2 separate regions of the Sus scrofa genome follow, and region 1 is linked to region 2. Evidence: chromatin contacts called from public targeted proximity ligation data. All regions are on one chromosome and are shown on one strand. The core of a region is the stretch at or near the end of the contact, and the rest is flanking DNA. Distances in the headings are between cores, read along the strand shown. Region 1 overlaps BORCS5 (a long non-coding RNA gene). Region 2 overlaps LOC110260737 (a long non-coding RNA gene).

Region 1 (2,700 bases), core at 148-2,647, 270 kb after region 2:
TCATTCCCTAGTTATTTTTATTAATGTAATAAAACAATGTTTATAACAGTTATAATTACTATTCACGAGTATCAATTAAATGTCAGGCATTGTACTATATACACCATGTATATTATCCCTATTGCTCACAACAATCCTATAGGGAAAATACCTTTCTCCTACTGGAGCTGCAGAATCAGGGAGTCAGAGATCCTAAAACGTGTCCAGGGTCCTACAGCTCATACTAACAGTGAAGACAGAATTCAAAATAGTGCTTTTTTGCCTAATCTCCATCTATCTTTTTTTTTTTTCCTTTTTTGGGCCACACCCAAGGCATATATATGGAGGTTCCAGGCTAGAGGTCAAATCGGAGCTACAGCTGCCAGCCTACACCATAGCCACAGCAAGGCAGGATCCAAGCCAAGTCTGCAACCTACACCACAGCTCATGGCAATGCCAGATCCTTAACCCACTGAGCAAGGCCAAGGATCCCACCTGCATCCTCATGGGTACTAGTTGGGTTCATTAACCGCTGAGCCACAATGGAACTCCTCCATCTACCTTTTCAACAGAGCTCACTAGCTCAAATACCATTTCAACTACATACATACCAGTTTGAGCAATGTGTTCAACACTTTTCTGAAATCCTTGACAGATGAATATAAATGGGAAGTTTTATAGTTTTCCAGCAGAGTGAAAGGATACTTTTGTTTCTAATTTAACCCCACTATTTATTTTCTTAATAACAAAAAGAACAACTTGCCAGACATAACATGAACATTCATACAACATAACCTAAGAGGAGACTAAAGGGAATAAAATATTTGGTAGCAGATAAACTTTAATGACATTTTCACTGGCAAAGACTTGTTGTACACTTTGTACTCTGACCTTTCACTTGTGCAAGCATTTCATAATCCTTGACTTCACTGAGGGGGCTCAGAATTCAGAATTTTAGCACTGCAAGGGTCCTCAGAAATCATTCAATCCCACGCCCCTCACTTTCCAGAGGAAGGCCACCCCCCGAGTGGGTCAGTCCACACAGCAGGCACTGCCAGAGCCAGGGCTGAACTCCAGTTCTTCTGGCCGAAGGGCTCCCAAACCATGCTGCTGTCAGCTGTGCCAGCAACAAGAGATGGCCAGAGACACTTCCATTTCAACAGCTAGCTGTCCCTTGTCAAACGAATTACAACTGTGTCACTACTGTGATTTAGAAGTTTCTCAAGACACCATTCCTGGCCACAAGGAAAACAAAAATCTATCACGAACTGATGTCAAAAATCAAACGGCAGGGTCACACTGAGCAAATGCCTCCTTGTCCTTTGGGAATAGGAACCTGCTCAGTAGGCCAGACCTGCACTGAGGAGGATATCAGTCACAACTGCGCGGGGTTTCTGGGTCCTTCTGGAATTACGTAAGCCCTCTCCAGTTCCGTATTCATCTGCAGTTTCCTGTTGCGCAAGGGACAGACAATGGGCAGACTGTCGCCAGTGTTTTCATTAATTACACCACAGGCTGAATGGCATTGATTACCACATAATGGACATTTTGAAGTGACCCTGTTTCCTTTGTTCAAACAATGTATCCGAATGTCTCAGTGAAGGAACACATTTTATCTGGGTATTCAAGAGAATGAAGACATAGGAGGATCTCGGGAATCTGCATGGCATCCCTGGGCCCCAGGGATTATTTTAGGACTTGTTCAGCTTCCCCGTGCCCCTTCTTACCGTCAGAGGCATAATGTCCAGGCAGGAAGGGAGGAACAAAAGCCGAAAACCTTTAAATGGTTCCCAAAGCCAAAGACATACAAGTCAGGCAGATTATCACCCCCAACCCCCATCAGAAAAGGGCTAGAGAGTGACACTGAAAGGCCACAAAAGAGGAAAAGAGATCAGGGTAAAAAAAAAAAAAAATCAAAGCTTGAGGGCAGAAATCCCACTCTCCTCCAGCCTACCCTGGAGCTGCAGCCTTTCCCTGGACTATGACAGATGCTAGTTCTGAGCCCACAAACACCCTAGAAGACCCTCGGCCGCCTTGAGAAGTCCCTATTCTGCTTCTTCTTTCATTAAAGCCCTCCATCCCTGCAGCCCTCCTGAGTGGGAGGGGGCAGCACGGTCCACTGCCCAGCTTCCCTGACAGTGTCCCTCCGTCCACCTTCACTGCTACCATGGTCCATCCAAGATACTGGGAAAAACCCTTTTCTTAAAAAAGTGATAAACTGGGGAGTTCCCGTCATGGCTCAGTGGTTAACAAATCCGACTAGGAACGATGAGGTTGCGGGTTCGCTCCCTGGCCTTGCTCAGTGGGTTAAGGAACTGGCGTTGCCATGAGCTATGGTGTAGGTCACAGACATGGCTCAGATCTGGCATTGCTGTGGCTCTGGCACAGGCCGGCGGCTACAGCTCCGATTAGACCCCTAGCCTGGGAACCTCTTTATGCCACGGGTGAGGCCCTAGAAAAGGCAAGAAAAGGCAAAAAAAGACACACACACACACACACACACACACACACACAAAAGTGATAAACTGGGAGTATGGGAAAATTAGCTGGCTCTCTTCCTTCCTTCCTTCCTTCCTTCTTCCTTCCCTCCCTTCCTTTCTTCTTTGGCTGAACCCATGGCATATGGAAATTCCTGGGCCAGGGACTGATCCATGCCGGATCCTTGACCCACTGAACACAGGAGGCACTCCCCCTTTTTTTTGGGGGGGGGGGCACTTTCAA
Region 2 (2,700 bases), core at 150-2,649:
AGAGCCACAGCAGTGACTCTGCTAGGTCCTTAACTGCTAAGCCACCAGGGAATGCCCCAAACTTCTAATTTATACAGATTTATTCTGTTAAGGGAGTATATTTCCAATAAAAGATACTGTATTATGCTGAGGGAGAGATTTCAAATAAGTACAAGGCAATGTCTAACAAATGGAAACTTAAGGCATCCATGAAAAATACTCAACACTATCAAGCAGCATAGAAATGCCAAGGTCAGGAGGCATTTTAGAGAAGAATAAAAGCCTACAAATGTCTTTTGGTAAATCTGTGAGTCAAGTGATTTGTTAGTGCCCTAATAAGGCATAAACAGAAGAAATAAGGTGAGTAGAAGAAAGTTTACCCAGGACTGGTCAAGAGAAGCTGCCTCGTGGCCATGCTGATGGGCCTGGGTTCTCTGTGTGCAGCAGAGAGGAGTGGGGGCCTTAGAAAAGCAGGTGAAATGTTGTTCCCATTGTGGTTCTGTGGGTTAAGGACGGGACAGAGTCTCCATGAGGATGCAAGTTCGATCCCTGGCCTCACTTAGTGGGTTAAAGATCCAGCATTGCCACATGCTGCAGTGTGGGTCACAGGCTCTGATCTCGCATTGCTGTGGCTGTAGCATAGGCCAGCAGCTGCAACTCCCTTTTGACCCCTAGTCTGGGAATTTCCATATGCTGAGGGTGCAGCCAAAAAAGACCAAAAAAAAAAAAAAAATTGTAGAGAGGAAAAGCAAGAAACAGAATTAGCATGTCCCAGGTGTCACCCAGAGCCTGACACTTATTGTTGACAAACAAAAAGTCTCACAGATACATTCCCCTTTCTCCTCCCATGTAACCACCGCTTCGGTTCTGCAGCCTCAGGTCTCCCATTCACCAAATCGTCTATTCCCACGGTGCCTGTTCCAGAATCCATCACTAGATGCTAATGGGATTCACAGCTCTTCTTGAGTACCTAACCCAAGCCTGGGGCCCAGGCTTCACCAGCCAGGTGAAGATACGCTAGAGATAAGGGTTTTGTTCCCTCCTTCTCACTTTCCATCAGGAGCTCTTTCTTTTGAGCAAAGATTTGCTGTATTTTATTTTGCTGGCAGAGAGGAGGAAGGGAGGTGGAGGGCAAAAGATAGAAAGGAAACAAAGGAGCTAAGATGCAGTAGGTATTTGGGGGCTGGTTTTGGCTGGAGCTGATTCTTAGAGCTATTGTGTTTGAGAAATATGAAAGACTACCACCAAAGACTGAAACAGAAACACCTGTGATTGGGGCTGGGCATTACAGGTCCCCTAGACCAGTTCCAAAAGAATCTGAGTTGTTAGCTGAAATGATGAACAAACTGTGAACGATCCGTTTGCCCACACCAGTAAAAACTTAAGGGAAGCACATCAACTCTTAATCGCTATACAGGTTTAGCCAGCAGAGGGCGCCCTCTTACTAATCTTCAATTAAAAAATCCTCGCGGGTTGTCCGTTTTTACTACCTCTCTTTTGAAGTCTCTTTCCAAAACCAAATATGTAAATAATGAATCCTTTAGCCAGAGTATTTGCGAACATTGAATCCAGCTGTTCAGTTTTTTGAAGAAAATGTTTCCATATTCACTCCTGAGTTGTTCTTAGCTTAGAAACTTCACACCACCTGAACTCGCCAAGGGCAAAATATGGACTGGGCCTTAAAAAACACAAGCAACCAGTTCCTTCTGACAATGAAGACAATACTAGCTGACCCCAGGGTAGCTGGGGAGAGAGGGAATTGGTCCTCGGAGTTAGCATAGGACTTGCCTGGGTGCTCCTTCCAAACCTGAAATCAATCAGTTATGATCAGCATCTGCTCTCACAGTCCAAAGACCTCACATCCCTTTCACTTACTAAGGGCTAAGTTTTAAAACTTCCTTTTTCTTTTTTTTTCACACGGCCGCACCTGTGGCATATGGATGTTTCCAGGCGAGGGGTCCAATCAGAGCTGGAGCTGCTGGCCTCCACCACAGCCCCAGCAATGCTGGATCTGAGTGACATCTGCAATGCTGAAGCTTGTGACGACACCAGATCCTTAACCCACTGAGCAAGGCCAGGGATAGAACCAGCATCATCATGGAGACTGTCTCAGGTTCTTAACCTGCTGAGCCACAATGGGAACTCCCTTAAAACATGTTTTATATTGTGTATGTTGAGCAGCATGGCAAAGAAATTCAAAGGTGTGAGTCTGGACTTTCTTTCCCACACCTTATCTGAAGGATCCCAGTGTAAGACTAGGGATTTTGACAAGTCAGAATGGCCATCATTCATAAATCCACAAATAACAAGTGCTGGAGGGGCTGTGGAGAAAAGGGAACCCTCCTGCACTGTTGGTGGGAATGTAAACTGGTACAGCCACTATGGAGAACAGTTTGGAGATACCTTAGAAATCTATACATAGACCTTCCATATGACCCTGCAATCCCACTCTTGGGCATCTATCCGGACAAAGCTCTACTTAAAAGAGACACATGCACCCGCATGTTCATTGCAGCACTATTCACAATAGCCAGGACATGGAAACAATCCAAATGTCCATCGACAGAGGATTGGATTCGGAAGATGTGGTATATATACACGATGGAATACTACTCAGCCATAAAAAAGGATGACATCATGCCATTTGCAGCAACATGGATGGAACTAGAGAATCTCATACTGAGTGAAATGAGCCAGAAAGACAAAGACAAATACCATATG

The links.
Region 1: a targeted proximity ligation map of alveolar macrophages shows a contact between it and region 2. A contact is called at or near these places in 1 of 5 promoter capture datasets (liver) and 1 of 2 datasets of targeted methods (alveolar macrophages).

The regions. Positions count from the first base shown.
Region 1 is chr5:59,981,729-59,984,428 of Sscrofa11.1, forward strand. All of the region lies in intron 3 of BORCS5 (a long non-coding RNA gene), which reads right to left. Among named protein-coding and RNA genes, the nearest start is that of BORCS5, 90 kb to the right of the region's middle.
Region 2 is chr5:59,715,567-59,718,266 of Sscrofa11.1, forward strand. The region is part of intron 1 of LOC110260737 (a long non-coding RNA gene); the gene reads right to left. Among named protein-coding and RNA genes, the nearest start is that of CDKN1B, 19 kb to the right of the region's middle.